Linked DNA regions of Mus musculus: regions 1, 2, 4, 5 and 6 are each linked to region 3. A link is a contact called in public HiChIP or PLAC-seq and promoter capture Hi-C data. All regions are on one chromosome and are shown on one strand. Each heading gives the region's core, a stretch centred on a gene start, on an enhancer-like site or on the middle of the called end of the contact. The rest is flanking DNA. Distances are from core to core; before and after follow the strand shown. Region 1 holds the start of Vps39 (VPS39 HOPS complex subunit). Region 2 overlaps Rtf1 (RTF1, Paf1/RNA polymerase II complex component). Region 3 holds the start of Mapkbp1 (mitogen-activated protein kinase binding protein 1). Region 4 holds the start of Pla2g4e (phospholipase A2, group IVE). Region 5 holds the start of Oip5os1 (Opa interacting protein 5, opposite strand 1). Region 6 holds the start of Pla2g4f (phospholipase A2, group IVF).

The links. Promoter capture Hi-C pulls out the DNA fragments that hold promoters and counts their contacts. HiChIP or PLAC-seq counts read pairs in DNA pulled down with a chosen protein or histone mark.
Region 1: a promoter capture Hi-C map of liver shows a contact between it and region 3, with 3 times the contacts expected there. The contact joins the promoter of Vps39 here to the promoter of Mapkbp1 in region 3. A contact is called at or near these places in 6 of 39 promoter capture datasets (the 3T3-L1 cell line, hippocampal neurons, liver and 1 more), 1 of 115 datasets of contacts at active chromatin or transcription factors (memory CD8 T cells) and 1 of 9 other capture datasets (pancreatic islet).
Region 2: a contact with region 3 is called in an H3K27ac HiChIP or PLAC-seq map of embryonic stem cells, with 5 read pairs. The contact joins the enhancer-like site here to the promoter of Mapkbp1 in region 3. A contact is called at or near these places in 12 of 39 promoter capture datasets (the 3T3-L1 cell line, 3T3-L1-derived adipocytes, the HPC-7 cell line and 7 more), 3 of 115 datasets of contacts at active chromatin or transcription factors (bone marrow-derived macrophages and embryonic stem cells) and 2 of 9 other capture datasets (adipose tissue and liver).
Region 4: a promoter capture Hi-C map of second pharyngeal arch cranial neural crest shows a contact between it and region 3. The contact joins the promoter of Pla2g4e here to the promoter of Mapkbp1 in region 3. A contact is called at or near these places in 8 of 39 promoter capture datasets (the C10 cell line, the HPC-7 cell line, cranial neural crest and 5 more).
Region 5: a contact with region 3 is called in a promoter capture Hi-C map of pre-B cells, with 4 times the contacts expected there. The contact joins the promoter of Oip5os1 here to the promoter of Mapkbp1 in region 3. A contact is called at or near these places in 3 of 39 promoter capture datasets (hippocampal neurons, liver and pre-B cells).
Region 6: a contact with region 3 is called in an H3K4me3 HiChIP or PLAC-seq map of bone marrow-derived macrophages, with 3 times the contacts expected there. The contact joins the promoter of Pla2g4f here to the promoter of Mapkbp1 in region 3. A contact is called at or near these places in 2 of 39 promoter capture datasets (frontonasal cranial neural crest and hippocampal neurons), 2 of 484 Hi-C or Micro-C datasets (myeloid progenitors and nephron progenitors) and 2 of 115 datasets of contacts at active chromatin or transcription factors (both in bone marrow-derived macrophages).

What each region holds. Positions count from the first base shown.
Region 1 is chr2:120,351,675-120,355,227 of GRCm38.p6, reverse strand. It overlaps Vps39 (VPS39 HOPS complex subunit), which reads left to right and starts at 2,091. Exons shown (of 25, transcript NM_178851.4): 1 at 2,091-2,313. The coding sequence starts at 2,241.
Region 2 is chr2:119,705,638-119,709,191 of GRCm38.p6, reverse strand. Rtf1 (RTF1, Paf1/RNA polymerase II complex component) reads right to left here. Exons shown (of 18, transcript NM_030112.2): 4 at 3,549-3,554. Among named protein-coding and RNA genes, the nearest start is that of Rtf1, 32 kb to the right of the region's middle. Within about 2 kb of position 1,396, at least 5 of the 459 cell types and tissues checked have an H3K27ac peak or open chromatin away from gene starts, as enhancers often do. A contact at or near this core is called in embryonic stem cells, where this site is marked.
Region 3 is chr2:119,970,916-119,974,524 of GRCm38.p6, reverse strand. Mapkbp1 (mitogen-activated protein kinase binding protein 1) reads right to left here and starts at 1,826. Exons shown (of 30, transcript NM_011941.3): 1 at 1,357-1,826. The coding sequence starts at 1,473.
Region 4 is chr2:120,242,943-120,246,682 of GRCm38.p6, reverse strand. Pla2g4e (phospholipase A2, group IVE) reads left to right here and starts at 1,348. Exons shown (of 20, transcript NM_177845.4): 1 at 1,348-1,997. The coding sequence starts at 1,776.
Region 5 is chr2:119,592,340-119,596,037 of GRCm38.p6, reverse strand. Oip5os1 (Opa interacting protein 5, opposite strand 1) reads right to left here and starts at 1,742. Exons shown (of 3, transcript NR_027832.1): 1 at 1,604-1,742.
Region 6 is chr2:120,312,427-120,315,865 of GRCm38.p6, reverse strand. Pla2g4f (phospholipase A2, group IVF) reads left to right here and starts at 1,701. Exons shown (of 20, transcript NM_001363073.1): 1 at 1,701-1,920; 2 at 2,747-2,819; 3 at 3,423-3,439. The coding sequence starts at 1,810.

The sequences.
Region 1 (3,553 bases), core at 842-3,341, 380 kb before region 3:
CTACAGATTATCTTATTTTCTGTTGAAACATATGACACACCAGAGGAGGGCACCAGATCTCATTATAGATGGCTGTGAGCCACCATGTGGTTGCTGGGAACTGAACTCAGGACCTCTGGAAGAGCAGTCAGTGCTCTTAACCTCTGAGCCATCTCTCCAGCCCATTTTATTTTTATTTATTTATTTTTTAAAATACAACCCAGAGCAACCTTCCCAGGAGTGCCAGTAGGCTGGGCTTTCCCATATCAATTATTAATCAAGAAAATGCCCCCACAGAATTGCCTACAGGCTAATCTGATGGAGACATTCCTTTTAACTGAATTTCCTAAGTAACTCTAGCTTATATCATGTTGACAAAAAGCTAACCAGCACATCATAGTAAAATGTTAATAGCATTTAGGGAACATTTCTCTACAGCTTTTTGCTGTGGTGGCTTTTTGAAATCTACCTTAGGTAGAACCCTTAAAGAACAATAATAGGAAATAAGGTATTGTCTTAAGGTTTTACTGTTGTGAACAGACACCATGACCAAGGCAAGTCTTATAAGAAACATTTGATCAGTTGATCCCATTCTGGATTGATTGAGTCAAACGGATGTTTTAGTAATGTCTCCAGGTGCAGTGGCCTGAAACATTTGATCAGTTGATCCCATTCTGGATTGATTGAATCAAACGGATGTTTTAGTAATGTCTCCAGGTGCAGTGGCCTGGAGGCCAGGACAATGACTCTGTAAAGTGTTTGCCACACAGCATGAGGATCCGGGTTCGTTTGGATCCGTGTCATCCATGTGACAAAGCTAGTGCCCTTAACACTGAGACTAGAGACAGGTGGGTCCCTGGAGCTTACTGGCTTGCCAGTGAGCTAGGCTGGCTAGTTGTAAAAGGGGTGGATATGTCTCAGAAACGAGCAAACAAAAACACAGGCCATTTCTCATAATGTGGAAAACAGCTGAGGAAGACATCTATCTGACCTCTGACCTGAAACATTGGTCAGTAACAGTGGCTCGCCAGAAGTGCTTACCAGATTGCATCTTCATTAATGTATCTGACCTTTGGGCGGGCTTCTCTAACATCTCTTGCAGGTAGATTCTGAGGTTGCTTCCCAACATCCTCCAGTGCACACATAACAGTCCCGTATGCAATCCCTAGGGGATTATGCCCGGGCTAAGGAACATTAGCCTATAATGGCTTTCCTGTTCAAGTGTATGAACTTACTTGAGTTCATACTACTCTCCAAAGTTTGAGTAAAGTTGGAATGAGGTCTGAGCCTGAATTTTTCAAAACTTGCTTGACTAGGCACTAGGAGAGAATCACTGGTCTACAGCTTTAACAATGTAAACCTAAGGTACAACTAAGAATTAGCTGAAATGTAATGATGGTACTGAAGCAATCTATTGACTGGCTAGAGTGTGTCAGACTTGACAGATGTTCACGATTCTAAGCAATCTTATTTTGAAGAAGGTTTTGCAGAGTATGAAAGTAAGGCCTGCAACAATCTATTTCCAAAGAAAAAGAAAAGCCAAATTTCCTAAGTGGTATATCTCCAACCCAAGACTGACGCCAAGGCAGAAGTTCCTTTTTCCTCCGTGGTTGGGAGGGCTGGTTTTTGAGACAGGGCCTCATGTATCCTAGGCTGGCTTCAAACTTGATACGTACTGAAGATAACTCTGAACCTCCTGCGTCCTGGGATGTCAGGCTGCCATCTCTCCTGACACGCAGCCCAGTGAGCTAAATTCCTCTTTATCGCGAGGTCTTCACTAAGTTGACTGCCTAAAATCAGTTTCTCGGGCTGGCGAGATGGTTCAGTGGTTAAGAGCACTGACTGCACTTCCAAAGGTCCTGAGTTCAATTCCCAGCAACCACATGGTGGCTCACAACCATCTGTAATGGGGTCTGATGCCCTCTTCTGGTGTGTCTAAAGACAGCTATAGTGTACTCATATAAATAAAACAAATAAATAAATCTTTAAAAAAAAAAAAAAAAAGATCAGTTTCTCTTCTACCACCACAAACACCAAGGGACTCTGAGCAGCTGGTATGGATGTGAACTCGGGTTGGGGGCGGAGCTTCTGCTGCGGAAGGGGCGGGCTTAAGGCAACAGGAAGTCCGGCGGCGAGGATGGAGTTGTTGCTGAAGGCCCTGTAGCAGGGGTCCCTGGTGGAATACGAGTCTTCCCTGTTTTCGGACGGCAGGCTCCTCCCAGCAGCAGGGGCGGGACAGTGGCGGTGAAGCTCCCGCAGCCATGCATGACGCTTTCGAGCCGGTGCCGATCCTGGAAAAGCTTCCCCTGCAGATCGACTGCCTGGCTGCCTGGGGTGAGCCGCGGGGCCTCGGGTCAGGGAGGCAGCGGCCCCTCACGCCGAGCTATAGAGAGGCAAGGCGTCTGACCCTGTGGGTGGGCTGCGGACGCAGGCTGTCAGAGAGGGCGGACGTGACTGGACCCCGGGCGGCTTGCGTGATTGCTAAGGACAGTCCATTTGTGGACGCTCCGCGCTCTCTCTTGTGCGCTATGCAGTTGGAGGCTGAGCTCACATTATTAATGTGCTCTGTTGGGGCCCATTTCGGTTCCCAAGAAGTCTTGAGTGAAAAGGGCAAAGCCTGCCAGGTGCTTCACCTTGTTAAATGATTGCGGTGTGTTCTAGGTGACAGACAATGTTAGCACCGTATGCTTCAGAGCATTTAGTGTTCACTTAGTTTATTTTTCCTTTTAGTAGTTAGCTCATATAACTACCTTATGTCGTGAGGTGCCCAAGTTACCTGACTGAAGTGGAAGAGCATCATAACAGATTGCTGTGAAACCTGACCCATGCGACCTTGTATACTTTTTCTTGGGATTGACCAATGCAGAAAGCAAGGTCAGCATCCTTCATGTTTTCTGGAGTTCAAGAACGTAAATCTTGGCTCTCAGGCTACATCGAGTGCTTTTCTATGCATCGTTATTACCCATAACAGGCTACGTAAAAATAATTCAGTCTTTTCTGTTAATGTCCATGCCCTAAATATCAAGAAACATCAAGGGCCCATACAAAGGTAAAGTTCAGAATCTGTACGTAGAGTTTACCCTAAGGAAGGCACCACGATGGACCACAAGGAAATGTTGATGGTGACCAGTGTGCCGAGCATCTGTTGCTAGCGCTTCCCAGGCATCCTTGCAGGTTCTTTGTGGCCTCCTTAGAGGGATTCACATCTTTTTTTTTTTTTTTTCCCTGTGCTCTTCTTTGAGCAGCCCCTAGCCTCTGTAAAATAGTACCTCCAATGTAAACTGATGTAGTCCTTTGAATTAGGGAGAGAATAGAACCCAATTTCCTACAGCCATCTCAAGAAAACCTCATTTCCTGGAGGAAAGTGCTCTCAATAGAGAATAATACATGGAGGGGTTCATTTCTCTTTTGTTTCATTAAATATGTTCTGGATACCCACCTGTACCGTTCTCTCTACTATGGACAGGAATACAAGGATGAATGAGAAATAGTATCTGTGTACCCAGAACACTTTGGGGGTCAAAAGCATGAGGACAGGTTATGACACCAGATAGATGATACCAGAAGTGTGTGC
Region 2 (3,554 bases), core at 147-2,646, 260 kb after region 3:
CAGCTATGCAGAGAAACCCTATCTTGAAAAACTAAAAACAAAAACAGCAAAAAACCAAAATCAAACAAACAAACAAAAAAGAAACCCCCAAACCCAAAACTTTCCAAAACAGCAAGAAAAGGTGAAGAGAGTTTTTTGAGTGGCTATCATGTACTGCTCCAGAGCTACAGAATATCATGGAGCTCAGGAGCTTTGTCACCACCTTCCACATTCTTTTAGCTGCTAAAAATGTCACTAAATACCACCTGCTTCTTAAAGGGGAAAAATAGAGGCTCAGTGATGGCATACTTTCCAAGCTTGAGAAAATCTGCTTCAGTTTGATCCCCAGTTCGTCCATTACCATAAAAAGATAAAACTCACTTTTAGTCATAAAACTGAGGAAAGAGGCAAGAGCATCTCTAGGAGTTTGAAGTCAGCCTGGTCTACATTGTTCCAGACCATTCAAGTTAGATGGTAAGCCTTGTCTCAAAAATAAAACAATAAAATGGAAAAAAACTCAAATATAAAATTTAGGACAGCCGGGCGGTGGTGTCCCACGCCTTTAATCCCAGCACTTGGGAGGCAGAGGCAGGCGGATTTCTGAGTTCGAGGCCAGCCTGGTCTACAGAGTGAGCTCCAGGATGGCCAGGGCTACACAGAGAAACCCTGTCTGGGAAAAAAAAAAAATTAGGACAAACTACTCTAAAAATTTGTGATTCTGGCCTTTTTTTTTTTTAAAAGATTTATTTTATATGTATCAATATATTATTGCTCTCTTCAGACACACCAGATACCAGAAGAGGGCATCAGATCCCATTACAGATGGTTATGAGCCACCATGTGATTGCTGGAAATTGAACCTCTGGAAGAGCAGTCAGTGCTCTTAACCGCTGAGCCATCTTTCCAGCCCGATCCTGGCCTTTCTTATGGTCTCCACAGTTCAGAAACCCAAACTTTAGAAGTCACCTTTCCTCACCCACAACTCCAAGGCAGTATTCCAAGTCCTGTTTCTTGCAATACAAGTTACCTTGTAGGCATTCACACTCAAAATGAATACCTACCACTTTCTGCTGACTGAAAGCCAAACATTCTTGTCTAGGATAACTTATCATAACTTAATATGGTCTTCAGAAGGGACAAACAGGCTCCTGAGGCAACAGAATTAACAGCTAACATGCTTCAATTTTCTTCTAATATAACAGGTAGAAAGGACAGGAAGCTAGTTCTGGGAGCTCTGTTACCCAAGACAAAAGACAAGTTTACTTTGACCTTTTTGGGAGAAGAGAAAGAACTTTTGTCATTTAAAATAAATGTGGCAACCCCTCGGGAGCCTTAAACAGATTCTGATTAAACACTTGAGTGTTTACAGCAGTGCTGATGACTTGGTAAACCATGTAAACAATGTACACCGAGCCACATCCCAGACCAACATTTCAACCTTTTGTTTTATTGAAGACAGTTTCAGTCTGGCTTCCTGAGTGCTGGGAACAGAGGCGTGAGCTACCAAAGTTGGCCCACATTACTTTCCTTAATTAGTAAAATGACATTCTAAATTCAAGGGCTGGACAGATGGCTCAGCCATTAAGATGGTACACAACCATGAAGTACAGAGTTCATATCCCAGCATCCACAGAACAAGCCAGGCAGTCTACATATTCCTGTAATCTCAGCTCCATAGGGAGTGGGGTGGAAATAGGACTATCACTGGGGCTTGCTGGTCTCTAGCTTAGCCAAGATCCTGCCTCAGATGAACAGGTAGAATACAAAGACACCTGACACCTGACAGACACTCTATTATAACTTTTGTGTGCACACATAGTCATGAGTACCTACATATATCGTACACAAAACAAGCACACACACACAATATAAAAGTCAAGACAAGATTATGACTTTCTCAATAATTTTTGTCTGGATGAAGTGAAATAGTATACTTACTTTATTTTTTACTTAAATTAATTACACTAGGTGACGGTGGTACATGCCTTTAATCCCAGTACTCGGGAGGCAGAGGCCAACCTGGTGTACAAATTAAGTTCCAGGACAGCCAGAGCTACACAAAGAAACCCTGTCTTGAAAAAACAAAAGTAAATAAGTAAAAATTAATTACATTTTATTTACCTTTTGTATATTTGTTTGTTTTTTAGTAAGTAGCTCTGGCTGTCCTGGAACTCACTATATAGACCAGGCTAACCTCGAAACTCAGAGATCCACCTGCCTTTGGTCCCAAGTGCTGGAACTAATGGCATATGCTACTACACAGGAAAACTTGTCTTAAAAATCAAAAAGGAAGGCACCACTCTGTAGTGGAAATTTTGAGGCCCTGGGATCTATCACGAGAACCACAAACCAACAAAAAGCCGACTACTGAATAATGCACATTAGTACAGAAGGCATAAATATGACCCTAAGCTATTTAGTTTACATTACACTAACAATCACATTTCCAAATGTCCATTCCTATGAACAGACTTCCTTCAGCTTATTAAAGAACTGCATATCAACGCAATGGGAGCCAAAACACTGACCCAACCTACCAAATATCATAGAGCCTAGCCTGACTCAAGCATGCTCATTTATTTATTTATTTATTTATTTATTTATTTATTTATTTATTTATTTAATTTTTTTGGTTTTTCGAGACAGGGTTTCTCTGTATAGCCCTGGCTGTCCTGGAACTCACTTTGTAGACCAGGCTGGCCTCGAACTCAGAAATCCGCCTGCCTCTGCCTCCCGAGTGCTGGGATTAAAAGCGTGTGCCACCACACCGGGCTCATTTTTTAAAAAAAAGATGTATTTATTTATTGAATGTATGTGAGTACACTGTTGCTATCTTCAGACACACCAGAAGAAGGCATTGGATCCCATTACAGATGGTTGTGAGCCACCATGTGGTTGCTGGGAACTAAACTCAGGACTTCTAGAAGAGCAGTCAGTGCTCTTAGCCGTTAAACCATCTCTCTAGCCTCACATGCTCAAATCTTAATTGTTGTAGTTTGGTAAAACCATTTTCACAAAGCATTGTTGGGATAATTTCTTGTGCACTGCGGAAAGATTATCTTTTTATGAAGCATCACCTGTCTCGGTGTTTTGTAAACATGTTCTCCATCACCTTCTGATTGGTTTAATAAAGAGCTGAACGGCCTATAGCAAAGCAGGAGAGGATAGGCCAAACTTCCAGGCAGAGATAGGAACTCTGGGAAAGAGAGAGAGAGGCGGGAGATTTGCCAGCCAGACACAGAGGAAGGAGGAACAGGTACAGGGACTGAGGAAAAGGTAACTAACAAGCCACAGGGTGTGACAGAGCTCGAGGGTCGGGTTTACTTAGATGAGCTAGCTGAGGGTCTGCCAAGCTCAGGCCAAGCTCTCATAATTAATACAAAGTGTCTGTGCATTTACTTGGTGGCCGGTGGGACAAGACATCCTGTGAAATGAAGTGTTTGGCATCTCGTGTAATTTATCAAAAACTGTAATAAATGAAAAAAATAATTATATGGGTAAAGCCTTATACCACTGTGAAGCTGGAGAAAATCTTAAACTGTGAGAAACTAAGTGTACAGACAGCTTACCTTCTT
Region 3 (3,609 bases), core at 577-3,076:
GTATTCTACTTTTGTATGCCCCAAATTGTGATGAGTCTCAAAACTGAATAAAATATGAGCTGGGCATGCCAGCAATCCCAGCACTCAGAAGGCTGTGGCACAAGTTTATAGTTCGAACCCATCCAGGACTGTGTAACAAGAGCCTGCCTTGAAACAAAACCAAACAAATAAAAAAAAAAGTATAAGGACCAAATCCCAGACATGTATAAGAATGGAAGATGGATGAACGTCTGCCCAGAAGAAGGATGCTGGCATACAATGCTCAGAATGAGCAGTGCCACAAGGACAGACCAGGAGAGCTGCCTTTCTGGCACACACACGTGGCTCCTTCATGTTATCACGAGAAACCAAGACGTTCCAGTTAAAGCAACTTAAGTATCTTTATTTATATTATATTATGGATATGATTGCTCTATCTGCATGTACACCTGCATGCCAGAAGAGGGAGGGCATCAGACCTCATTATAAATGGTTGTGAGCCACCATGTGGTTGCTGGGAATTGAACTCAGGACCTCTGGTAGAGCAGCCAATGCTCTTAACCACTGAGCCATCGCTCTAGCCCAGCAACTTAAGTATCTTAAAGAGATAAACCATTTTACATTTATTTCTTCCCCTGCATATGTGCATGCACATGTGGAGATCAGAGAACTACTTCCAGGAGTTGGTTTACTCCTTCCACCATGTGGGTCCGAGGAATCAAAATCAGATCAGGCTTGTTGGCAAAGGTCTCTACCAGTCCAATCTTGCCAGCCCAATCTTCTACATCTTTGAACATGACAGGGTATCACTATGTAGCCCTGGCTCCCCCTGGAAATTGTTATATAGACCAGGCTGAACTTGCCTCTGACTCCCTAGTGCTGGGATTACAGGCATGCATCACTAAGCTTGTCAAAAAATTGTTTTGCTCTCTTAGATGAAGTGTATTAGTATATTCTTTCTGTTGTACAGTCTGGCATTATAACCCCAACTGTTACACTAATACATTAGTCACAGCTAGGTCCTTTACAGAATATGTGATCTCACTGTACTCTTCTAAGAAGAGAAACTGAGTCATAAAATGTCAACTTGTTTCCCAAGCACACACTTAGTTTAAACTGAGGCCCTGTTAAACCCAGTTTGCCTTCCTATGCCCTTCTTCAAGCCATGGCTGCGTCTCAGCATGCCCACCCACGCCTGCTGTTCTTCCAACTTCAAATCAGGTCGTCAAAGATAAGCGTATATGATCTTTTAAAGCCAACAGAGAAATTTCATTCTTCCACCCCCTTCCTGCCCCTCAAGAAAGAGAAAGGTAAAAAAAAGGAACGAAGTGCAGGAGAGGACAGAGTAGGTAAGAGGTGGCTCCCAACAGGACTCACCTTGGAGCTGAGGTCCTCTCTCCGGTTTCCTGCTTTACTTCTGCGTAATTTGATGGATGGAGACCTCAGCAAGTTCTTGATACGGCTAGTAATGGTTGACCCTTCTCCAGCCATCATAACGAGGAGCCCCTAAGGACAGTCCCTGGCCTAGCCTTTGGACTTGTCTCAACAGCGGTACTGCCTTCTCGTTCAACACAGCCTTCGGATATGCACTTTCACTGGCCTGAGATGGCAGAAGCAACCTTATCATCACAGTAGGTGTCTTCTGCTTGTCACCAACTCTTACTCTGGGCATTGCCCTGCGCTTTCCCACTCCCCATCCCCACCCTAGCCTGCTAGATTTTTTTTTACAAGGGGAGGACGACCCCTGGAGTGAAGAAATGTCAGGCCCACACCTGCCAGAGGCGTTTAACTGAAGAATCGGATGAACTAGTGACCAGTCGGGCGCCGGTTACAGCCCAAGTGTTCCCATGGTAACTGAGGTGTCCAAGGGAGGAGGCCTCCGAAGCCACTGGGCAAGGGGCCGAAGCACCGAGCTGGCCGCCGGGCTCACGCTGGCCCGAGCCGATGCGAGAAGCTCCCTCCCGCACCCGAGTCTTGGGAGCTCCGTTTTAGCCCCCCACACCCACTGCCTACTTCAGAAACCCTACTACTCGTCAGCGCCCCCGTTCGCTGGGGCCCAGCTCACAGCGCCCTCCGGCATCGCGATCGACGGCTTCAGCTCTGCTGCCGCAGCCGCAGCAGTAGCTATGGTGGCACCAGCGGCTCAAAACGCGAACTAGAGCCTGGGCCGAGCTGCGCTGGGAGGGCGGGGCCTAGTAAAGGGGGTGCGGTCTGTGGCAGATTGGTTCCCGATTGGACGACTGATGCCTATGGGGGCGGAACCAAGGAATGAACCAAGAACGCAGAGGTCTCGGATTCTGCACAGTATAATTGTGGGTACCGCTCCTAAAGGAAGGTCAATGTAATATTGCTTTAGAATTGAGAGAACCTGGCCTTTTACGGTATTATCAGGCATGGTCCTCTTAGAGAACTTTGATAACCACGCCTCCAGGCCTAAGATTGATATTTGGTGGGCCTAGGAGATTACGGCTGAAATTTAATTCCTAACTCATAAAAAAAAAAAAAAAAAAAAAAAAAAAGGAGGGGGGGGGTTTGGGATGCTGCCAAAAGAACTCCTTTCCATTCCAAGTGCTGGGATTTAACGCAGTTGGAATCGTTTCTGATTCCGGCCAGCCTAACACAATGACTCACGCAGAGTAACTCAATTTACACACTTTTGAACTTAATCTATCAGTGATGGAAGACTCAAGCCTCAAAATAGAGCCTTAGGGTAGGTTGTGAACTGAAAAGGCACCCATGATATAATCCATCATTTCCTTAGCTGCCAACGTCCTTATAGCATTTAACAAGAAATACTGTTAACAGCATTAACAGTATTTTTGCTACTCCAGATCTTTTCTGTCTTTTCAAAAATTGCAAACACCCCTAGGGCTGACACCGATGTCAAAGTTTGCTGCTATCAGGTTTTGTTTGTTTTGTTTTGTTCTAGCTCATGGAGATAGGGGAAATACCACATACTCATGCTTCATAGATTTGTAAGTTGGCTAGAATTTTTCATCTAGCTACTACTTCAAGAAATTACCTTGGGGGTTGGGGAGCGCTGGACAGATGGATTGGTGATTAAGAGCGCTGGCTTCTTTTCATAAGACTCAGGTTTAATTTACCAGCACCCTTATGGCATATCACAACAGTTCCCAGGGATTTGTCTCCCTCTTTTGGCCTCCATCATAGGCACCAAGCAAAACACCCAAACACATAATTTCTTTAAATAAAATAAAACTGCCTTCTGAAAAGGCTAGCTTAAGCCAAAAGGCCTGTACCCAACTAGAACAGTACACTGACATGTCCCCCATTCCAGACCGTAGGAACTGCTGAGGAAAATGGTAGTTAGAGGGAAGGATCCTTAAAAAATGGTTTAGTGGCCGGGCGGTGGTGGGACATGCCTTTAATCCCAGCTCTTGGGAGGCAGAGGCAGGCGGATTTCTGAGTTCGAGGCCAGCCTGGTCTACAAAGTGAGTTCCAGGACAGCCAGGGATATACAGAGAAACCCTGTCTCGAAAAAACAAAAAACAAACAAAAAAGTTTAGTGGTACTTGCACAATCTGTGTTCAAACAGGAAGGTACCTGTGTACTATATAGCTACGTATTGGATACAAATGTCAACAGCAACTGGACGCCTAAAGCCACACA
Region 4 (3,740 bases), core at 99-2,598, 270 kb before region 3:
AGTCTATGGGGGTAGCCTTAGCTGAGATCTCTACCTACCAGCTCTTCCAGTAGCCAGGTGGGACTTCCAGTGGAGGGAGGGGGACATCAACCCACCCACAAAACCTTCACCCCAAAATTTGTCCTTCCTATAAAATGCACAGAGATGAAGATGGCGCAGAGACTGAGAACGGCCAACCAATGGCTGCCCAACTTGAAACCCATGCCATGTGAGAGAGCCAACCCCTGACACTGTTAATGATGCTCTGCTCTGCTTGCAGACAGGAGCCTAGCATAACTGTCTCCTGAGAGGCTTCATCCAGCAGTAAAGGGAAATAGAGACCCACAGCCAAACATCAGGCAGAGTTTGGGGAGTCCTGTGGAAAAGTGGGAGATAGAGGCTGGAGAGATGGCTCAGCAGTTAAGAGCACTGATTGCTCTTCCAGAGGTCCTGAGTTCAATTCCCAGCAACCACATGGTGGCTCACAACCATCTGTAAAAGAGATCTGATGCCCTCTTCTGGTGTGTCTGAAGACGGCTACAGTGTACTTTAATAAATATAATAAATATTAAAAAAGAAAAAAGAAAAGAAAAGTGGGGGATAGAATTGATCAAGCCAGAGGGGTAAGAACACCACAAGAAGACCCACAGAATCAACTAACCGGACCTATGGGAGCTCAAAGACTGAATGAACCATTATCCAAAGAGCATGCCCTGTAGCAAATGTGCAGCTTGGTCTTCATGTGGGTCCCCTAACAATTGGAGGGGGTGCTGTCTCTGACTCTGTTGTCTGCCATTAGAGTCCCTTCCCATACCTGGACTTCTTGGTTGGGTCTCAGCGGGAGAGGAGGTGCTTAGTCCTGCTGGGACTAGATGATCCAGAGTAGTTGGTACCCAAGAAGGGGGTGTGTCTTCTCCCGCCTCTGAGGAGAAGGGGAGAGGATAATGGGAGAAGGGTTTTGTAAGGGCGGGACTGGGAGGTGAGGAGGGAATGGGACTGTGATTGGGATGTATAATATATAAAAAATTTGGGGGAAAGGAAAAAGAGAAAAAACTAAGCAAGCGTGTTGTGTTAGCGCACTGCAAGATGGCGCTGGAGAGGCAGCTCAGCTTCTGCGGTCAGGAGCGCATGCTGCTCTTCTAGAGGACCTGGCTTGCTTTTGTTTTTGTGATTTTAAACATAATACCATGGTGCATTCTCTTTCAACTTCATCATATCATTTATCAAGCCAGACGAAATGAGAGGCAAGGTTAATGACCAGTCTCCACCATCAGCTGAGAGCCTAGAGGTGGGTATTTGTTTTCATAGCTCAAAACAGAGATGCGGGATGAGGAGCAACAATTGAGCAATGGCTTTACGGGATGAGAATGCGAGTCTCCTTTAGATCCTGCTAGCCTCAGGCATATCGCCAGCCCCCGCCCCCCTTCTCTGGGATATATTGAGTTTCACGCTTAAAAATAGCTCTTGCAGTGCAGAGCTGGAGACAGCCCCGAGCCTGAATCGCAGCTCTGCAAAGCCGGTCTCTCCTCGTCTAGCACTACGTAGTGCGGGGCGGCGGCGGCGGCGCAGTCCTTGTTGCGTGCTGACCCTCTGCACACCACGGAACCTTTCTTTTACTCTTGCCAACCAGGTTGCTCGAAATGTTTCCGGCGCTCCCTTAGCGAAGCTGTGACCTCTTTCCCTCCCTCCCTCCTTAAAAATTTATCTGACATTTCTCCTGGAGGAACCTGCTGACACCTTTCCTTTCTCCCAAACCTCTCCTGAACTTCCCTGAGGATAAAATCGGCTCCAGCTCTATGCAGTCTATTCCACACTCCGATGAAGCAGACGTGGCTGGGATGACCCACGCCTCAGAAGGCCACCATGGCCTGGGGACCAGCATGCTTGTCCCAAAGAACCCACAAGGGGAAGAAGACAGCAAGCTAGGAAGAAACTGCAGTGGATTTGAAGATGCACAGGACCCACAGACTGCTGTGCCCTCCTCACCTTTACTTTCCATGGCTTCTTGCAGTTCTCAGGTATGTCTTTTTTCTGAGGGGAAAGGCTCCTGTCCCCTTAAACTTGATCCCGCCCCTCTCCTGACTCTGAATAAGATCACATGTGTTCTTGCAGTTTAAAGCTCAGATTTTGTTAATTTTTTTCTTTTTCTGGAGGTGATCCCTCTCCAACCCCATCAACCTACCTGTCTTTACCTCTTTGTGTTCAGAAAACCAGCTAACAGAAGTCGTAACCCTTGAACGAGTGTATCCTGCTATGTATCCAATACTCTGTTAGGCAAGGATTCATGTATGCACTTAGTGAGATGATAAAGCTTGGAGATATTAGACATCTATTTTTTTTAAAGATTTTAAAAAAGCTTTGTATATGTATGTGTGTGACTATGTTTGTGTATGTCACATGTGTACAGTTATCTACAAGGGCAGAAGAGGGAGTCAGATCCCCTGGAGCTGGAGTTACGCCAGAGCCTTCAGCCTTGTTAAGGAATCTATTCAAGATCACACAGGTGGTTTTGAATATGAATGGCCCCCATTGGCTCATACATTTGAATATTTAGTCACCTGGGAGTGGACCGCTTTGGTAGAAGTAGGACTAGTACTGTTGCTTTGTTGGAGGAAATGTGTCATTGGGGGTGGGCTTTGAGGTTTCAAAGCCCCTGCCAGGCCCAGTAGTCCTCCCTTCCCAACCCACCTCAGCCCCCTGCCCCACCCCCACCTACGGATCAGGATATAACTCCCAACTAAGTCTCCATCACCATGCCTGCCAAATCTGCCACCAAGCTCCCACCATGCTAAAAATAGACTAAGCCTCTAAAATTGCAAACCAGCCTCCAATTAAATTCTTTCTCTTCTAAGAGTTGGTATGGTCATGGTGTCTCTTCACAACAATAGAACAGGGACTAAGACAGATGGGTATCTATTTCTATTCGTGAGATACTGAGAAGAAAGAAGGCCATGCTAGTGAAGGACCCAGCATAGTGCCTGGGACATACCGTACCAAGTGCTCAAATATGCAGTCCACACGCAATCCACACAGCAGTGCTGTTCATGTGGCAACATGCTACTGAGAAGGGAGCAACATCTTAAATAAGTCCTATCTGATAAATGTCGTACTGTACAAAAGCCAAAGTGCGTCAGCTCCCTCTCTCTGCTTCCCTCTGTTTGTTGCTGGGGATCTGGGATGAAATGGTGATTCACACTTTGAGGTCTATCAGTGAGCCTGGCCTATGTCTCCCTCACAAGGAGCAGAGGCTGGGGACCCCTCACCTCCTACAGACCTTACTGGTCTCCCGTCTCCCCTTTGTCTGGCCCCTGGCTGGGTGGATCCATCCTGAGCTTCGACCACAGGGTCATCATACCTGTTCCTGGAAGATGCAGCTTCATACACGCATCCTAGCCTTGTGAGGGATGCTGTGGGTGGCCCCACCCTCAGGAGAACATGGCTCCACCCCTTAACCAAAGTGATGGCTCTATAGAAGGGTGGCACCTCTTATGGTGACCCTTCTCAGAGTCACAGATGCTGAGCAGCCAAGAGCCCCCAGGGGATGCCAGCTAGGCATTCTCTTGCTATGCAAAAAGGAGAGGCAGGAGTTGGGACAGCCTTCCTCCCCTTTGCCTTGGTAAGGAAGTCGCTGGCCTATCCTTGCCTGCTCAGCATCCTATGCCTCCTGACTCACTCCTAGAGGCTCAGTTAAAAGGTGATGGCAGCAGTTAGGGCCCAGCGGTTTAGTATTGGTCTCATTGAAATGGGTGAGAGCCTGGGTG
Region 5 (3,698 bases), core at 493-2,992, 380 kb after region 3:
CTCCTAATTCTTTCCAAAAAGTTCCACCTACTGTGGCCCAAGTATTCAAACATACGAGCCTATGGGGGCATCTTCATTCAAACCAAAGCAAGGATCTACATATCCTTTACTGATACTACAGGTATTAAGTATACAAAGATATTCCAACCAATCTATTCTAAAAAAATTCACTCTCATAAGTATTCTAAAGGAATAATCATAATGTCACTTTCTGTACACCTCTAGTGGAATTAGTGTTTAAACAATAACATTTTTGGAGAAGTTCTGAAGCTTTATGCAACTCTGAGTTTATGATACTGTATATGATACTGTAGTCTCTCTGGAGGGGCGAGAAACTGTAACTCCGCAGAAAACCTCCCGTAATGTAGAGCTGTCTTTTAGTGGAAAGCAAACGACTTTCTCTTTTTTAAGATGAGGAAGGATGTTATATTCCCTTCCTCTGGCTCATACCTATTTTTTTCTACTTGTGGATCATATTAAAAAGAAAAACTACTTGTGCTAAAGGGGAGGGGTTTTGTTTTTTGGTTTTTTTTTCACCCCCTAAGCAAGTGCTTCCTGCTTCAGCTCTGCTAAGTCTAGGGCTAACAAAAACCATATAATCTATCACAAACATTCACTCACATTATGATTTTTCCATTTGAACTGGCTCTCACTAATATGCCAGTTTATTTCTGAAACAAGGTTTTGATAGATGTAAATTTCTGGCCCTGAGCACCAACACACGCAGCAAATGTCTCCCCGATCCAGAATTCAGAAGCAAAGACTTTCCGAGAATTTAGCTGAATACCAATAAAAGTAAGGGGGCTCCCAATTACAAAGAGATAAAATTAAATAAGAATCAAATATAAATATCTTGTTAGTACTACACTGTCACCAGTGTACACCAACTACACAAATGAGATTCCAGCAGTACTTCCAGAACTATAGTTCTAAAAAAACGAAAAGAAAAGCATCGTAAGCCGTTTCCCTTGATCCTGGGTAAGAAATCAACATAGGTGAATTCCACTGAGACCCGTTTGCCGAAACTAATGCGCCATAAGGGCATTATCAGGACGTCCAAGGACAAAGCTGCTTACTACGGTCATAAAAGTTTGGCAGGGGCGAGTATGAGGTAAAGGCTGCAAGAGTCTATCTGTAATACACATACTCAAATGAAAATACCAGAGGGAGCCTCTTACAGCAAATCTCAAGGTCAACGCGCCAGGGACACAAAATGCCCAGAGCTGCAACAGGCCTGTCAACCTCAACCGGTGACGCCTTCGGTAAAGGGTCAAACAATACAGAGATAGTCTTAGAAAAATAAAAGGGAGGTGCACACAGCGGCTTCCCGATACGGCCGGCGTACGTGCAACTCAGAGAACCAGGGCAAAGCACGCAGCGGCCAAAGCGAAGGGCGCAAGGAAGGGCGTGGAGCGCTGGTAAGGGAAGGACGCGGCCACATACCCGGAGGCGGCGGAGCCGACCGGACGCGGCTGCGAATGCAAAGCCCTGTCAGGCCCAGGCCTCGCCGGCTCCCTCATTAGGCTCGCCGCTACCCCGTCCCGAGTTGTGCCGCCCCACCGGCTGCTCGTCTCCCGATAGACAGACGGACTTCTCAGCTCACCTCACACGGTCCAGCACAAGTACTCCGCTTCTCACGGGAGGCCTGCCCCGGGCCCGCAGGCCAGCTGCCCGGGGCACGCCTCACTCCGCCATCTTCGCTCCTTCCCCTGTCCGCCAACCCAGGGGCGGAGGCGCGAAAGGCTCCGCCCCGCCTCCGAGTGATGATTGGACAGCACCTTGCTCGCGCGCTCTTTTTCCATCGCGGATTGGCTGGGAAGTACTTCAATCAATCCCTCTCTCTGGTTCTATTTTTTGTTGTTGGAGCTTAGTGCTCCAGTTGAAGTTAAGGAGGAAAAGGGTTGTTGTAATTCACTTGAGGAAAAACATTCCGCACGGAGGCAGTCTCACTTTTTAGTAAGATAGCACTACAAGGCCAAATGACTATTTTAAATTATCGTTACTGTAAAAATATACTGTTACTAGTAATTCCTCTCTTGGCTAAAGGATTTTTATACCCGGACTAACACTACACCCAGAGGAACAATTTCATGGTGTCAGTTCTTCTGACTTTGACCCACTTGAGAGAATGTTGCCTGCTGTTTAAAGGTCAATACAGTAGCGTAGTTTTCCTCACCTTAAAAGGGCCTGCCCGCTGCCTGAGAAAATGTTAAACTGCATTTGTTGTTTGTTCCAGTTGTAGGATTTAGAGATCCTTTAGCGGTATTTCCAGGAGAGGTAGTGAAGGCAATAGTGTGACTCTTCCAGGTGATGACACACGTTCTTCTGGATAAGCAGTGCTTCCTAAATGACGGGGTTATCACTAGGCCATTTATTAAATCCAAATTTCTATGCTTCCCTCTGTGATAAGGATGCTATGCCATACAAAGACAAAACACAGTTGTCTATTGAATCTATTGGCTAATAAAATAATAATAATAATAATAATTACATTATTCGTTATTATTATTAGAATGTTAGAACCTATTGAATAATAATAAATTCACAAGCTACATTGATTTATTGGCTGCAACTGGCCATCAGCCTTGATTTCCCTTTATAGCTGGGCTGGTGACAGAGACCTTGTGTATCCCAGGCTGGCCTCAAATTGCAATGTAACAGAATTACCACACTGGTTATGTCCTGAATCTCAAGTGAGCAACAATGTCCTCCATCCAAAGACAGGTTCTTTGAGTGTTAGCTACTATCAGATCACACATCACTGCACCGTATGTCTCTGTGTATGAATAGGCACACTGTATATCTGTATATACTTAGACTACAGAAGGCCTGCAAAGGATTACACAAACCTCTGTGTTCAGTGAGGTTTTACTACATCCAGACAGAGCTGATATAAATGGGAAAAGTCACCACAGTTAGATATTGATGAACTCATTTAGAAAGACACAGAGTATTGAAGCTAGCTGAGGGGTCCAGGTGAGTGTCAACGGAGGAATATGGTGAGGTGCAGGACTGAGTAGGGACAGACAGATGCACAGACAACAGTAATCCAAAGGAGCGATATCAAGCAATGAGGCCTGGGCTAAGCCGAAGGGCTGCCCAAAGAACCAGCAGAAACAGTCTTGTCCCTCCTCAACTCACTTAAGCAGGGGTTCAGGTGACACTGCAGGGCTGTTACCATCAAACCATGGTGCTATGTCTTTCCTATTTATATGGGGTATAGGTGAGGAATTCTCCTGCCTGAGGTGTATGTGTGTGTGCTCACATGTAGTGAAAACTCAGACTGCATGCATATTAGACAAGCACTTATCAGAGCTATATCTGTTTAATACACCCATATCCATTTTTTTCATGTATTTTGATTTGATATATTTTTAGATTAAATTTATGTAAATTATTTTGCCTGTGATTATGCATGTACATGTACCACACACTTGCTTAGTGCCTGAGGAGGTATCAGATCCCAAGGATCTGGAGTCAGGGATCATTGTGAGTCACCATGGCAGGGCTAAGACTCATGCCTGGGTGGGTCCCTACATGAGCAAGAAGGACTCTAACTGCTGGGCCATCTCTAGCACGTACTTCAAGCTTCTAGCAATCCTCCCACCTTGGCCACCTCAATCCCAACTCATTTGGTTAAGTTTATAGTTTTTATTTTTCTTGAAAATTTTTACTTTTAAGAATTGGGGCTGGGGTAG
Region 6 (3,439 bases), core at 452-2,951, 340 kb before region 3:
ATGTGAAGAGTTGGGGAGTTGAATGGGATTGGAGTACATGTGAAATTCACAAAGAATCAGAAAGTTAAAAAAGAGTAACACTCCTCTCACAAAAGCCTCCATCTGTGGCCAGCACAGCATCTGTGGCTGTGGATGTGTGGCTGATCTCACAAGCACAGAATATTTCCATCATCGCTCTGGGAATCCCAGAATCTAATACACCATTGCTTTGTGCCTCCTGAAGCTCACTATGGCCAGAAGACTCCTGTGAAGATGTGGAATTGGTAAGAGGGAGGGACTCTGTTTGAAAAGTAAAGTTGGCTCACTTTTCCTGGTTCTAAAATGCCAGTTTGGTCCCTCTGTGATACCCTAGCTGTCTGTCTGTGGCTGTCCTGAAGATCTTCTGCCAGTGAAAAGCATCCAGAACTTGAGTTGAGGCATGTCTGTTGAGGCATGGGGAGATGGCTTCCGAGCAGAGAATATGGTTTAAGCCCAAAAGCACTCAGCCAGCTAGAACTCTGCCCCTCCTTACCCAAAGCCCCAGCTTCAGCCTGGGATCCAGGTGCTGAACTATCCATGTTCAGCAAGGGGGCTGGGCTTAGCCATCTCTGAGTCAGATCTCTTTTACAATCTATCTGAGGTGAAGCAGGTCACCACAGTTACGTCACCTCTGGTTCTGGAATTTCTGGTCTGAGCATGGCCTGTTCGTTTGGGAGTTAATTCACCTTTGTGGATGTCATTGCAGCCTCCAGCTGTGGATGTGTGAGGGAGGGAAGGCAGTAGAGATTACCTGGTCGAGATGGGGGTCTTATCTGGTACCTTAAACTGGTCTCACGATGCTGAGTTCAAGTGAGCCTCCTGCCTGTCCTGGGGTTCTGTGTACCACTACCCTTAGCTATATGAAAGGGTTATGGTTAAAGAGATGAAAAGAGTCTCCTAGGAACTTTTGCTAGCCACTGTCCCTGCCTCGCCACCTAGATGACTGTGGTCCACAGGAAAGGACATGACATGCGGTTGCAGCCGGAGCCTCAAAATGGTCATGGACACTTTAAAGCCTTTATCTCTGGCAGTTTAAGGATAGAGAGGCCTGCCTCTCTTCTGTCCTTATTTACAATACCTGGCCATGCCCCCGCCTCTATGCCTGAAGCACCAGGCACTTCTACCAACCCAGGAAAGGAGTCATGAAATGAATCTTTTCAGGGTGTGGGTGGCTTTGGTACAGACATACCATGACCTTTGTGTTAAGGAAATAACTGAGGGAGGCCAAAAGAGACAATAAATGTCAGTGATTCCCCATAAAAACCCGAGCCAGAGATTTCTGTTTCTGCTTAAGAGCTGTGGAGAAAGTGGGACTTGAAGGAGAGATGGTGTGGGGCTTTCTGGCAGCTAGATGAGGTTAGCCCTGATTATAGTACCTCCTGACTTCTGCTAATGGCAGACTAGTTGGAAACAAGAATATCTGGGCTCTTGCCCTACCCATACATGGCAAGGGATGGGAGTGGTGTCTGTTTTTCACAACTAGTTCAGCTAAGCAGGGCCTGAGTTGGAGACCAGAGAGCTAAGCAGGACCCCAAGAGTCTCTTGGAAAGGGAGCAACTTGCCTATTGCCTAGGGAAAGCAGGCTCCACTCATTTCCTGGAGCACTTCAAACCCCTCCTGGAGCACTTCAAACCCCTCCTCCAGCCCCGGTGCCTCAGCCTAGCAGTGGCTCCACCCTTCCCACTCCTGTGCTACTTGTCAGACCTGAGCGACAGTGAATATAGCCAGAGAAAGGGTGGCTCTGGGAAACAGGCAAGCTCCCTACTGGGACCTGAGCTGCTACTGCTGGCCATGCCCTGGACTCTCCAGCCAAAGTGGCTGGCAGGCAAGGGACTTCCCCTTCTTGGAGCCATACTGCTACGGAAGACAGAAAAGAGCGAACCACAATGGAAGCATAGGCGGGTAATGTACTGATCTCACTTGGGAAAAGCTGGCTGGAGTCCTGGGAGATGGCTGGCACCCCGTGGGGACTAAGCCAGCCATTGCACTGGGGTTTGATTTAGGGTGGAACATACCACAGACAACCTGGAAAAGCTCAAACTAGAGAGACAGGCCAAGGCCTCCAAAAAGAAATGATGGCGGCCTGAGACCATTGCCTGTGGTTGGTTTGCCAGGAATGCACTAGTCTAGCTGTATAACCATTGTGGAGAGAAGGGAGAAGGGTTTGTTGGGTTTTCAGGGGGTAGATTAACACCCAGAAGGCTGCAATCTGGCATCATCATTTTTGTTTTGTTTTGTTTTGAGCTCAGTCTTCAATCTAGTGACTTATCAGACCAGAACAAGCTAGGAGACTTGGCTTCCCCTCCCCTTGCCCATTCCTGCCTCTGGTTGGTCTTTCAGCCCCTGCATGGAAGCTGGTGGGTGCAGTGGGTTCTGGCTTTCTCTTTTAGTGTTTGACCTTCTTAAATACATTATCCTAGTGCCCAGGTCACGTCTAGAGGGCAGCTGCAGGCTGACCATTATAAAGCGTACCTAGCTTAGCTGCTCATGGGAACACTAAGAGTTGAGCTGGTCCCCAGATTCCAGGCCCCTCACCAATCCTGACCACCCAGCACCCTGCGCCTTGCAAAAGCTTCCCAGAGCTCCTGGCATAGGAGCATTAGTGACCTGGGCCAGGCAAGTTCTATGGTAAGACAGAGTAGAAACTCAAGCCAGAAAACACTTGAGAGAGGAGATCAGGCCAACCCTAGCTTCCTGGAACTGAGTTCCTAGGGTTCTGTTGTTTCAGCAGGAAACCCACCCATACTACGACCTTCAAGTGAAGGTGCTGAGGGCCAGAAACATCCAGCACACAGATAAGTGTGAGTAATCCTTGCTTTGCTCTCTCTCTCTCTCTCTCTCTCTCTCTCTCTCTCTCTCTCTCTCTCTCTCTGTGTCTGTGTGTGTGTGTGTGTGTGTGTGTGTGTGTGTGTGTGTGTGTGTGTGTGTGTGCTCTCTTGGAGTAGGGTGGTAGGGTGGTGTTAATCATTGGAGGGAGGGTACCTTGGTGTGGTGTGGGGTATAGAGGCATGCAGGCACACTGGAGGGGTGAGTTGGGCAGACTTCAGCCTCCTCCTGACTCTAGGAGGCTTTCTGAGGGTGTGTTAGGCCCCGTTGCCACACATCAATGCCTGCTTTCCAGGAGCTTTGGCAGTACCCACACATGGTACAGAGTTCTATTGCCTGAATCAGGCCATTTCAAGGAGTTACTCAATGGTTTGTGCTACCACATGATCCTTTGAACTGTGGCTGCTGTGGGGATTTCTGTCAGTTGAGTGGGAGGTTACCTGGCTAAGGTAGAGCCTGGAACACCACAGGCAGACAGCCTCCTCTCCCCTTGCTCCTTCCTTTCTGAGTCCAGCCTCCAGGAAACCTTTTCAACAATCAGAGTTTGATGCCAAGTCTCCTCCCCCGCTTACCTGCAGTGTCCAAAGCCGACTGC